Linked DNA regions of Mus musculus: regions 1 and 2 are each linked to region 3. The links are chromatin contacts, called in public HiChIP or PLAC-seq maps. All regions are on one chromosome and are shown on one strand. The core of a region is the stretch at or near the end of the contact, and the rest is flanking DNA. Distances in the headings are between cores, read along the strand shown.

Region 1 (4,043 bases), core at 419-2,918, 930 kb after region 3:
CACACACACACACACACACACACACACACATCACAATCTATGCTTTTTGCGTGGAAGAATTTACCTGAAAATCTCTCTGAGCCTGGTGTGTGTGTGTATGCATGCGTTTTGTGTGTGTGTGTGTGTTTGTTTGTGTTTTATTTTAAAGGTTCTTTTCCCCTTTAAGTGGCTTTAAATTAGGTTTCTGATTCTTTTTAAGTTTTAATAATTTACTCTACTTTTGTGGCCACATTTAAGATGTATACTCAGTGAAAAAACGATCAATAAACAAACAATCCTCCCATCTGCCCTGTAGCTGCTCAGTTCTCCTTTCCCAACTTAAGCTGCTTGTTCACTTATTCCTGTAGCTTTTTTTTTATCTTGTCAGAAATGTGCCCTGTGTATATATAAGCACAGGCATATATCTATATTTATGTATATGTATGTATGTATATGTATCTATATTTCTCTATATAGATATGATACACATTGCACTTTCAATAAATGGTAGAACACTATATTCTCCAGCACCTTGCTTTTCTTCACTTAACTATACATGCTAGAAATGACTCCACAGAGGGCCATCGCAACTGCTACACTTGTCTAATACTCCACTAAGTCGACATGCTTGGTTCCCTGGTCTCCTTGTGAGTGAATGACACATAGGTCAGGTTGTCCTCAGTCTTTGAAAAGGCCTCCTATCGAGAGTTCTTTATCTTTCATCAATGCCTCTCACAGGACTATCAGATAGATGTCTTAGACTTCCATCCTGATCTTGTCAACTTCTGGTTCAGGGAGCCCAGCAGCTTGCCAAACACCCACAGAACAAAGCTGAACTTAATGTTGAAAGTACATTCCCCCCACCCCCTACCCCCGACTCTCCGTTCTTCTACCTGATCCCTTTTTGCCTGAAGACACCCACTAAACCGACACCTTGAGGGTCCCCTCCCCCACCCCCACCCAACGCACAGACCTGTTTTCTCTCAGCCAGCTAGGGGGATAAACACCTCCTCCCCTCCCTGTAGGCAGATCACACTGCACTCTGAGCCTGTTAGGATCAGTGATTTAAAACCTGCCAATCCGGTCTCAGGGGCACGTCTCACGAAACCACTGGACCTTGTGTAGTTAATTTGGGGGTTAGGCAACCGATACCGCATTGATTACCAATCAGTACTTTTTCTCTTCAGATTCCAAATTCCTTGTGGGCAGGGAGCACTCGCTGGGACTAGAGAACGCTCAAGTGGAAAGATGTCCCGGTTTCAAAGTAGCTTACAACACAGTGAGTCACACAAGCACAATTAAGATACACAACACAGTGGGAGTGCCGCTCCGTGGAATACTAGATGGGAAAATGCCCCTCCGTCCTGGAATCCTTAGCCCACTGTCCAGGTCCAGGAAAGCTGTCCAGCAAGTAAGTGTGCCTGTTGAGTGAAATATGTATATATATTTCATTAAGGCATCCGGCAACCTCCTGTGTGCTCAAACCCGTCTTTTTTATCACACTCAAGTGGGTCCATAACCTGTGCCAGCGTCGCTCATCTGAGCCGGGAGAGGCGTGGGAGCGCGTGGGCCCCGTTCGCAGGCAGGGAGGGCAGCTGAGCCCGGCACCTGGAGCGGGTCTAGGCGCCGCGCGGGCGCAGGGGCGGGGAGCGGGGAAAGGGGCGGAGACTGTCGCCCGCCTCCCCACCCGGGCGGCGGCGCAGGGCCGCGGGGTGTCGGCAGCAGCTGCAGCGGCCCGCGCCACCCCCTCGGCCGCGGCTCCGGGGCGAGGGTGAGCGGAGCACGGCGAGCAGCTGCCACCCGGCGCCGAGTGGAGCGGCAGCCCCGGAGGACGCAAAGTTGTCAGTCTAAGCGCAGACATGCCGGGCAGCGACACGGCGCTCACCGTGGACCGGACCTACTCAGACCCCGGCCGGCACCACCGCTGCAAGAGCCGGGTGAGGGCGCGCGCAGGGCGGCGCGGGGGTGCGAGTCTGCGTGGGGAGGGCGCGGGCCGGGTCGGCTCGGAGGCTCAGCACCGTAGAACCCAACGCCGGCCTCTCCCGGCCGGGAAGGTCCGGGGAAAACCTGCGGCCCGGGGACGCTGGGCCACCGCTGGAATCGGAGGCTAGCCAGTCCTATTCCACGACGGTGTCGCCGGGCTCTCCTCCCCGCCAGAGAGCGCACGCTGCCTGCCGGGTCCCCGGGACTCCCAGGGTCTGGCTCCCTCCCGGCACAGCCACCTGCAGGGCTCTGCATTGCTGCTGCGTCCCCTGCCTGGCAGCTGAGTCCCCTGCACTGTACGCCCGGGACGCGCTGCCCAGGTCAAAAGTCGATCTCGGCATGGACGCTCCGGAGTTGGGAGCCGTGCAGAGCGGGTGCCTTCGCCACGGTTTGCAGCCTAATTTGCTGTTGCTGATTTTGGCTGTGAGCGAAAATAGCTCTTCTGAGCAAGCTGTGGAGACCGGCCATGGAGGGCTTCACTATAAAGACGGAGGCCACAGCCCCAGCTCTGGGCCCCTCCTGAGGAACACTTTCCCTTTTGGGAAGCTCAAGTGTCCAGCAAGGATGTGACACCCCCCCCCCCATCCCTTCTTTTGACGGACTAAAGTGCCATTTGAAACAGCACCTCCTCCACTCTGGCAGGCGGCACCTGGAGTTGTTCTCTGAGCCTCCCAACTTCTGGCTTGTCCGAGGAACTGGGGATTCGATGTCGGCTTTCTTGTATAAAGTTCGTAGAGATAGACCGGGCAGAGTTTCTACCCTTCCACCTCTAAGATCAAGTTGCGGCCATAAGTGATAGGCATATGCAGGGGTCCCTTATATATAATGTGGGTATGCAGTCACAATTTGAAACAGTAGTCGATTCTCCCAGAAGTGGCATGTTTACCTCATTTCTCTTTTCACTTTAGCGCCTCTTAATCAATTTAGGAAAAATGATTAAAAAAAAAAAACCCACAAATTTAATGAGTTTGGTGGAATCGCTCCTGCATCGACCGACTCTTTCTCGGTTTCATTAGAAGTTTCATAACAGTGCACCAGGAAAGTATTCCCAAACTCCCTAAGAAAAACATTTAGAGTTTTGGTTACCTGCAGTCAGAAGTTTGCTTGGGAGGGCAACTACTCGCGAACCCAGCTGACTGAAGGAAAGGTCTTTTTTCATAAAACATTTGTAACCCGGTGGGGGTGGGGGACAAACGTAATAGAGCAGTCACAGGTGAGACGGTAATGCTAAGATAATTTGAGAGCCTGGGTTGTCATAACTTAATGGTCTCTGTAAGCAAGCAGGGTTGGTAACTCCTGGGGGCTGGTGAGCTTGTTGACAAACTTGGAATGAGCTTGAATGAGTTGTTGCGGGTCAGGTAGAGGTGGGAACTGGTGCTCACACACTCAGTTGGGGAATGGAAGGACTAGCTGAACTGCAGCGTCTTCCCCACACCTGTCTCTCCTTAAAGTGACCAAGACATCATGTCAAGGGGATTTTTTTTTTCCTTAAAAATCCTGCTTATCACGTTTTACTTGTTACATTATCAGTAGGGAGATACTGGATTTGCAAGTAAACTGTGCAGTACAACTGAGTTAGGTGCTGGATGGACTGACTAGTCTCTGTAATTAGTCCACTGGGCAGATGAAACCTAGTGAAGGCAGAAGACATGGGGGGGGGGTAGGGGGGCGGGGCAGGAGTTGAGTGGCCCAGATCACACAGTTCAAGGCCCTCCTAGTGATCCCGATTTAGCCTTCTGGACTGTCTGCTTTTAGTTGTTTTTTGTTGCTATTGTTTTGGGGTTGTTTTTGAAACAAGGTCTCCTTGTGTAGCCCAAGCTGGCTAGCAACCCACGATCCTCTTGTCTTAGCCTTCTGAATGCTGGGGTTAGAGGCATGCACTGCCACAACTGGCATTGCTTTTAGGTTTGTTTTGTTTTGTTTTGTTTTTGGTCTGCTTTCCTGTGGAGACATCGAGGCACCAGGAGAGCTACCATAAGAACTTTTCTCTAGTGGGGCTGGTGTAATTTTGCATCCCTCCTCAAGGCTGCAATAAGTCTGCTGGAATGAAGGCACAGCAAAAGCAATTTTGCTGTGGCAGA
Region 2 (4,279 bases), core at 27-2,526, 870 kb before region 3:
TTGAAGTCTAATAAAAAGTGGTTACTTTTTTTTTTTTTTTTTTGGTTTTTTGAGACAGGATTTCTCTGTATAGTCCTGCCTGTCCTGGAACTCACTCTGTAGACCAGGCTGGCCTTGAACTCAGAAATCCGCCTGCCTCTGCCTCCCGAGTGCTGGGATTAAAGGTGTGCGCCACCACGCCCTACTTTTTTTTTTTTTTTTTTTTTTTAAGGGATGCTACGGCAGCTACAACACACTGAATTGATTCCATCTGGTGACATAGGGGGCTGAATTTAACCAAGGTTAAAGGCCAACAGTGGTCAAAGACACGCCCCCACATCATCAACAAAAGCATCATACATATCTGGGTTCCAGAGGACAAACTAAAAAGCATAAGGCAGAAATCATTGAGTCTCAAGAGGAAAAATAAATAAATAAATAAAGTTTATGGAAAGGATTAAAACAGTTATTTGTTGTGCATATTTTTGGATACAGTAGTGTGTGGGGTGGTTCTGAGTTAGAAGGGACCCCTAGTAGGTGAGGCTAAAAACTTGCAGAGTCACCTGTTGAATTGTAGACAATGTTTCTATTTGGTGACTAAAACACTTACTCAATGCCCCTTGTTCCCCGGCCCATGGAAAAACACAGGGTAGAAAAGTTGAACTCTGAAGAACAGTAAACAGCTGCAAGCTGCTGCTACCCTAACCCCACACAAGGAGCCTACTGTGCAGTGTGGTGCAATGAGTGGATCAAGGCTCTTCAGAAGAGTTAAGCGACCCACACAGCTTCAGTGAGGCTGACTTCACGGAGACCTCTCACAGTCCCTTCGCTTGGCTTCTGGGCTCTGACATCAGTCCCCGGGAGAGGATCCCGGGAAAGAAGAGCGACAGCGACCAACTGCACTCTCTGCTCAAGAAGAGTTCTCGGGAGTTGCACCCCTAGCCCAGGGCGCCTGCGCTCAGCAGCTACGGGCGAGCCAGACCCGGGAGTCGGGGTGGACGAGCCGCTCGGGGCAGCTTGGCCCTTAAATCCGGGGCCCGCGACCCGGTCCTGTCCTGTCCTGTCCTGCCCGGTCCCCGGCCACTTTCCAGCGCGCGCGCGCGCCCGCTGCCGCCCAACGCAGGACCGAAGAGGCTGACCTCGGGGGTCCCCGGCCCAAGGCCACCGCGCTCACAGAGCCTCCCTGTCAGGCGGAACCTCACCTCTCAAGCGTGGGGCCACAGGGGAGGCCCAGCTCCACCCGTTCCTCGCTGCGCTTCCGGCTCCCGCCTGGACTGTTAAACTTGGGCGGCCGGAAGTCCCGCCTCGCATGACGTCACGGGAAAGGCGGTGCCCCGAGCGCTCAGCCCGCGGGGGTGCTGGGTGGCCTCCCACCCTGGGGCGGTGCAGAGGAAGATATCCTAGCCTGTAGCTACTGCTCCTTTATCACTCATTTGTTTGCTGGCTACTGTGTGCCAGGCGCTGAGTTAGGCTGTGGGTGTGCACTTACTGTGTTTAGCTTGAAGGGACAAGAGGTCAGTCAACACGCAGGTTCCCTAGCCTGCTGGAGATTACAGTCTAGTTAGGAAGTTAATATTAACACTTCTGTAGGGAAAGGGAAGGCAAGAATAAAATGCCAGGCAGTGGCGGTGCACACCTTTAATCCCAGCACTAGGGAGGCAGAAGCAGGCAGACTGCTGAGTTCTAAGCCAGCCTGGTCTACAGAGTGAGTTCCGGGACAGCCAGGGACTACACAGAGAACCTCTGTCTTGAACAAAACAAAACAGAAGAATAAAAGATGGGGAATTCACGGGCAACTCTCAGTTCCCACAAAAAAAGGTGTCACAGTTATCACAAAGAAGAACGCTCATAATAAAGGCAATTAACATGGTTGGTTTAGGAGAGGATTACTTGAGAGGAAGCCAAGAAAAGCTGCAGGTTAAACATCTAACTTCAAAGGGGTGTGGTGGTACAAGCCTTTAATCCTAGCACTCAGGAGGCAAAGGCAATGGGATCTCTGTGAGTTCAAATCCATCCTGGTCTACTGAACGAGTTCCAGGACGGTTATACAAAGAAACTCAGTTTCAAAGAGGGGAGGGAATGGAGAGGAAATTGTGGCAGGAGTGGGAGAAGGAAAGGAGGGGAAGAGAAAGGAAGGGGTGGGAGGGAAAAGGAGGAAAGCAGAGGAGAGGAACATCTAACCCAAAACGAACCCTAACCCTGAGAACAAACCCAGTAGTGACTTCAGCCTCTGAGCTAGCCATCTTCACATCCGCAGCTTCACATGCTGCTGTTCAGGTACATGAACACCAACTCAGTGGTTTTTTGGTTTTTTTGTTTTTGAAGGAAATGTATTTCATGGTAGAAAGGGGCCAATGAACTGAGTTTTCCCAACATTCCTGCTAAAAGATTGCTCTGTTGAGAGTTCTTACTTCCATCACTGATAGCATGTTCCTATGGAAAGTGTTGCTCCTTTGTCCCAGGTGCACACCGGATGTGTTTCTCAACTGGATACATAATGTCCCAGTTATCTGAACCCATATCAAAAACAACTGGAAACCTAAGAAGTGCCAATCCCCACCTCCCCTAGGAGAAAAAGAAGTCTCTCCAGCTTCTGGAAGCTGGTGAGGAACAACCATAAAATGAAGACGGGGAGCAAGCAGTATATGCCTTGTGTAATCTGCAGCTGCTTTTGGTGTTATTAGCTGATTTTTTTTCCTGGAATTTGGCCTAAAATGCTGAGATCTAAGTAGGGAGAACTGGAACACATGAAGAAAAGAATGCTTGAAGCAGAAAACACAACTCTCTAACACTGAAACCAGCAAGAAAGCTTAAGACTGGATTATGTGGTGGGGGGAAAAGGTAGACACTAAGACTATTCCTGCATTAAAAGTGAGATGTTTCATAACAATAAAAGTAAATAAACTGGGCACAATAGCTCACTCTAGTAATCCCAACACCCAGGAAACTGGGGCAGAAGTATTGGTATGAGTTTAATGCAAGACATTAACTGAAAACAAAAGTTGTTTTGTTTTGTTTTGTTTTGTTTTGTTTTTTGTTTTGTTTTGTTTTGTTTTTAGCAAGGGCTCTTACAGGAACAGAACTGACGATATTTATAGAAAATCTTATTTGAGTGGCTTATAGGCTGCACTGGCTAGTTTTGTGTCAACTTGACACAGGCTGGAGTTATCACAGAGAAAGGAGCTTCAGTTGGGGAAGTGCCTCCACGAGATCCAGCTGTAAGGCATTTTCTCAATTAGTGATCAAGGGGGAAAGGCCCCTTTTGGGTGAGACCATCTCTGAGCTGGTAGTTTTGGTTCTATAAGAGAGCAGGTTGAGCAAGCCAGGGGAAGCAAGCCAGTAAGGAACATCCCTCCATGGCCTCTGCATCAGCTCCAGCTTCCTAACCTGCTTGAGTTCCAGTCCTGACTTCCTTGGTGATGAATTAGCAGTATGGAAGTGTAAGCCGAATAAACCCTTTCCTCCCCAACTTGCTTCTTGGTCATGATGTTTATGCAGGAATAGAAACCCTGACTAAGACACAGGCCATAGTCCAGCTAATCTGACAATGGAAAGTCCCAGAATTCAGTAGCTGTTTAGTACATACTGCTTGATGTTTCAGCCAGTCTTGAATATATGTCAGAATCCTGAAGAAGCAGGCTCTACTACTAGTGAAGGAATGAACTTGCCAGTAGAGTGAGGGCAAGCAGGCAAAGAGCAAAAGCATTTGTCTGCTTAAACAACAAGCTTGTTCCTTTCCTGGGCTTCCAGGAGAAGGTGTGGCCCAGATTTAGGGTGTGTCCTCTGAGATCTAGTGATTCTGATTTAAGGTGGTCTTGTGACCTCAAGTGATCTGGATTTAAAGGTGGGTGGGTCTCCCTACTTCAAAAGATCCCTCATAGATGTGCCCCAATGGCTTCAGTTTTTAGTTCATTCCAGATATAGTCAAGTTGACAACCGATAGCCATCACAGGGGCATATCCGCCATTCCTGTTGAAAATTTCAACAGAATTCATTCTTATCTGGGGGAGGGGGAACCACAGGAGTAATGTAGAAAGTTGGGATACTTCCAAATATCTGCATTCACAGAGGACTCTACCCTCCCCCAACTATTGCAAGATTACCATTCTCTTCAGCAACATATCTGTAAACAAAAGGATGAAAAATGAAGCAAGTTGTAATAGGTTTTGAAAAGAATGTGTCTTACAGACCAGGTTTTCTAATCCTAAAAATGCTAAACATAAATAGAATATAATAAAGAAACTAGTGAAAGACCCACAAGTGAGGACTCCCCCATGTTCTGACACAGGAGAGGCAACAC
Region 3 (4,564 bases), core at 401-2,900:
CTAGTTTTCCCTTCTGCTTTAGAGACCAAATGTCAAAGCTCTGTGTTCTGGTGTAAGTACTCCTAAGAACATCATGGTTCAACCTCCTCCCTGGTTCATACTTTAATCTCGACTCCACTTTCTATTGTCAATCTGTGCGCATTCCCACCAGTCTCAGTAAACCTTTGAGGAGTAAGGTGACACAGTAGAAACCTGGTTTCCTGCTCCTCACCCATGCTCCTCCTCCTCAGCATACCTGCATGTTCATGTAGCCATCCACGGAGACCAGGTAGCCCTTGTACTCCATGCCCCACTTAAGTTTCACCATCACTGGCTTCCCTGTCAGCCCATTGAGAAAGGGCTTGGGGTTGAGGGGTAGACTCTGTATAAAAACCAAAGGCAGCACTCAATAATTTTTGCTTACCTCAGCTTCCACCACCCACTCTCTACTGAGACACCAGTCAAGACTTTATGACACAGGGTAAACTCCGATCCACCATCACTTTATAATTTGCTGGAGGGTGTCTGAGAGAAATTTAAGTACCCATTTAGCCAACTTCATAGTCCACTGACAGAAACGAAAATATGAATTATGCAATTAAATGTCGAATGACAGATGGGAGTGGGGCAAGTGTGTAACACAATGACAGGGCACTGCCCTAGGATACTTAGGTCACTAGTTCCATTTTGAGCACTGCCGAATGGACAAAAGCCCCAAATACCTACATTATCCAAGCTCTAAAGGAATCAAAATAAAGGTACAGGGTGGTCTCTGCAGACATTAAAAAAAAAAAAAAAGCTCAATATCGTCAGTGAGAGGGCCTCTTAATGCTAAATCAAGAAGTATTATTCCCTTTAAATTCATAACCACCCCCATACTCCATTCCACTCACACACCATCCCAAAGAATCTTGGAGAGCACAGGGTCTAAATGAGTAGCCAATTTACGCTGCCTATAATTTATCATCCACAAACCACTTATCAAGTCATGTACTATTGTGACTTAAAAGAATGCTCCAATGGTCTCTAACTGCACTTGACAGAGCCTCATATTTCCTAGGAGGCGTTAAGGTCCCAGGCTGTATTTTAAAACCATCATTCTTGCAAGCAGCGGTCAATTCTTGTCAATTCCAACTGGTCAAACCTACTTTCTACTTGGAACTCGCGCAAGAAATACTCTTCCACCTGCTCTGTGACCTGGATGTCTGGTTATTTGACACCTTCTGGAGAAGAGCGCTCCTCCACTGCGTTATAACTAGGCAGTGCACCTCTCAGAGCATCCTATCAGCTCCCTGCTTAACAATCACCGCTACTTGTAATTGCTTATTTTGTTGTTATTATTTGACGGCTGCCTACCTCCCACTCCTAAGAAAACGCAGAGTCTACCTTACCACCCCATCTTCCTGGCGCCTAAGATCAGTATTAAATGAGTGGAAGGGTAGCCGGGGTTTTCTGCGCCAGAGGACAATCTGCTAAAATTGTCAACAGCAAGGAATAAATGGCGCACTGCGGAGCGTGCTAGGTAGAAATGGAAAACTCGCTTCGGTTTACCCCTACCCTGTGAGCCCAAACTAGGCTACACCTCAGGCTCCGGGACAAACAACACGCGGAAAGGTGGCTGGGGATCTCGGGGAGGGGAAGGGCTTCCGCGCGCGCGCCGCCAAGGCCTCCGACGTCGGGAGCAGGAGCGAGCGGCCAGCCGCGCGGCGCCTCGTGGGGATGAATGGGAGGCGCAGGGGGCGGCGGGCCCCGCGAGGCCGCCCGTCCTCCAGCCCCCGCGGCGCTCATCGTCCTTACCATCGCGACCACCGGCGAGCGCTGCACCCCGCTAGCCGCCGACTCCGCCGCTGCCCGCCCCTCGTGACCGGAGCGGCTGCCGCTACAACCAAGCGACCCGCGCTAAGAGAAATGGCCGACAAAAGCGGCCTGACCTTTCACCTCACGCCGCGTTGTCTCGGCTTCTGTGATTGGCCACCAAAGACGTGTTTACTGATTGGAGGGGATGGCGGTACTGTTTCCTAGCAACCAGGTAAGCGTGTGTTTGTGTCCACTGCTCAAGTTCGAAGTGGGAACGATTGAGCGACCCCAATGTCTTTGCTTCGGGACAAGGGGAAGCTAAGTGCCCTGGCGAACGGACTTGGTTTCTTTAGCTAAAGAAGGTTTAGTCTGTCCTTCAGCTGAAAGAACGAGATCGGGTTCTGGAGGTCATCCTCCCATAGATCCAGCACTTGGGGAACACCTCTGGCACGGCCCCCCTTTTATGGGACTGTTCTTTATTACAGAATGTCCGTCCACTTGCGGGTTTTTAAAGGAAGCTGGGGTAGCAAGACTACGTGAGTGCTAGTGAAAAGCACTCAAGTGGGGCTTTACAACAGTTGAAACCAGGTCAAGTTAAGTCTCGGATAATGTGGTGGCCTCTTGTCGTTCTGATGTCTAAGCATTCCCAGAACCAGAGGCCAAAGGAGGTCCGTTTACGTGTGTTTGTGAATAGGATGTGGGGAATTATTGACGCTACCACAGGTTAATCGCTCTGATGGAAAGTTATCGATCAGAACCCCGTTTAATTTCCCCATAATCTCAACATTTCAGTATCGCTTCACCTGTGATATGAAACCCGTGTAAAAAGAGTACTTTTTTCTTTTTCGGGAGATCTAACCCTATATGAACCTGAACGGTTTTTTGTTTGTTTGTTTGTTTTGTTTTTTTGGCATGGATTCCCCAAATAACTCGAGATTCGAGATTGGCCCAGGCCTAAGCCTAAAGACTGTCGTTTATATTATTAAAGTATGCCAACACATTCTGGGGGTGTTGGCTCAATGGAGAAGAGCGCTTTTCGCACGTGAAAAGACCTGGGTTCGAATCCCATCCCCACATGGTGGTGACTCACAACCATCCAAAGTTTCATGTGCCGGGGACCCATCTCTCTCTTTTGACTTCTGTGGGTGCCAGGCCCTCCCGCGGTGCACATGCGCACATGCAGACAAAACATGATAAAGAAAATTTTAAAAATGATGCTGCTAATCTCAGATACATTTTGATCAGACCGAAATCTTAGCTCGGATTTTTTTCCCATGGTAATGGAAGAATAATTACTGTTCCTGACACTCAAATATGCTCTACTTATTCAGTCAGCATTGACAAATTTATAAATCTTAAACTCACAATCCTGGGGATACCTAGTCCAACTTCTAATTTAATACTGTAGGTGATGAAATACTGGGAATTAGACTCAGACAGATTCATGTTAGTATTTTTCTCCTTGTATTGAGCTGTCTTCCGTATTCTGCAAAGGACCAAGAGTAAAATGCACAAGGAGAGATACGTAATAAAACCAAGACAGACAGAATATTTGTCTCCCAGGTTATGGGAGAAACCAAAGTTACAAGACTGGGGGATGTACCAGTTACAAGTTTCAAATTTTCTACAATATTTCTACAAGTCCAAGCACCCAGAAGAAGCAGTGTTTCAGGTCCTCTGACCTGTAGTTCCTCAACTTCTAAGCCCCATCATCTTTAGAAAACAGACTCTAAAGCACAGATCTCAACCTGTAGGTCACCACCCCTGGGGGGCAGGGGGGTTGAGTAGCCCTTTCCCAGGGGTCATGTATCAGATATACTGCGTATGAGATATTCATAATAGCAAGATTTCAGCTATGGGGTGAGCAACAAAAATAATTTTATGGCTGGGGGTCTCCACAACATGAGGAACTGTCTTAAAGGGTCACAAGCAATTTGGAAGGTTGAGAACCACTACTCTAAAGAACGATTTAAATGAGAACACTTTATGGGCAGACAGAATCTCGGGGTGGTGAATGAGGCATAAAGACAAGGGAGACGAAGGAGACACATATGCTATAAGGTTTATGGTTTTGAGTCTGTTGGTGTTTCTTCACAGAGACAAAACTAGTTGCATAGTGCTATGTGACCATATCTGCACAGGCTTTGTGGAAATAGGCAGTGGAGAACATCAGAGAGAGAGAGAGAGAGAGAGAGAGAGAGAGAGAGAGAGAGAGAGAGATATTGGGGGGTTTCTTTGCCTGCACATCAGTCCCCTCCTGCCTCCTAATGTCCCCTGGAGAGTTCCCACCTCCTTACTAAGGTGGCAACTCGAAAATCAGATCCCAGTTTAATAGTTTAACAGGAGTGCCTAGATGTGGCAGAAGGAGCCTCTGGGGTCAGGTTCAGGTGGCAGAACTTGAGACCACACTGAATAAGCCGGTCACTGCAGAGGATTCGGGCTGTCCCGTTTGTAACCAAGATCTAGGAGCCAGACAAAACTGAGAAGACCTGAGGTGACACATACTGTGCTTGTATGCAAAGGTCATAGAAAAAGCAGTGTGTGAGGGAGCAGAAGATTTGAAAGAACACCGTTATAAAGTACGTAATAGGACATGAGACTGTCGCTGTGGCTTTTAAACTTTTAAAGCACAGAGCACTTTTTTCTTTTGGCTCCCAGCTTTCAGGATTTCAGTCCACAATCAGCCTGTTTCGTCCCTTTTGGCCTCTGCCGTCAGGCAGAACTTCATGATGCCAAGAGTATATGGTGAAAGACCATCTCATGCCAGCCATGAAGCTGAGAGATATAG

Evidence for each region. HiChIP or PLAC-seq counts read pairs in DNA pulled down with a chosen protein or histone mark.
Region 1: a FOXA1 HiChIP or PLAC-seq map of pancreatic cancer cells shows a contact between it and region 3. The contact joins the promoter of Tmcc3 here to the promoter of 4933408J17Rik in region 3. A contact is called at or near these places in 1 of 39 promoter capture datasets (liver) and 1 of 115 datasets of contacts at active chromatin or transcription factors (pancreatic cancer cells).
Region 2: an HNF4G HiChIP or PLAC-seq map of pancreatic cancer cells shows a contact between it and region 3. The contact joins the promoter of Nedd1 here to the promoter of 4933408J17Rik in region 3. A contact is called at or near these places in 3 of 39 promoter capture datasets (the C10 cell line, HPC-7-derived erythroid cells and pre-B cells), 3 of 484 Hi-C or Micro-C datasets (B cells, CD4 T cells and regulatory T cells) and 1 of 115 datasets of contacts at active chromatin or transcription factors (pancreatic cancer cells).

What each region holds. Positions count from the first base shown.
Region 1 is chr10:94,513,189-94,517,231 of GRCm38.p6, forward strand. Tmcc3 (transmembrane and coiled coil domains 3) reads left to right here and starts at 1,669. Exons shown (of 4, transcript NM_172051.3): 1 at 1,669-1,916. The coding sequence starts at 1,839. It overlaps Gm40743 (a long non-coding RNA gene), which reads right to left and starts at 1,691. Exons shown (of 3, transcript XR_871960.2): 1 at 1,500-1,691; 2 at 1,144-1,400.
Region 2 is chr10:92,721,142-92,725,420 of GRCm38.p6, forward strand. Nedd1 (neural precursor cell expressed, developmentally down-regulated gene 1) reads right to left here and starts at 1,277. Exons shown (of 15, transcript NM_008682.2): 1 at 1,182-1,277.
Region 3 is chr10:93,587,763-93,592,326 of GRCm38.p6, forward strand. 4933408J17Rik (RIKEN cDNA 4933408J17 gene) reads left to right here and starts at 1,651. Exons shown (of 4, transcript NR_045810.1): 1 at 1,651-2,008. It overlaps Snrpf (small nuclear ribonucleoprotein polypeptide F), which reads right to left and starts at 1,896. Exons shown (of 4, transcript NM_027246.1): 1 at 1,777-1,896; 2 at 236-361. The coding sequence starts at 1,779.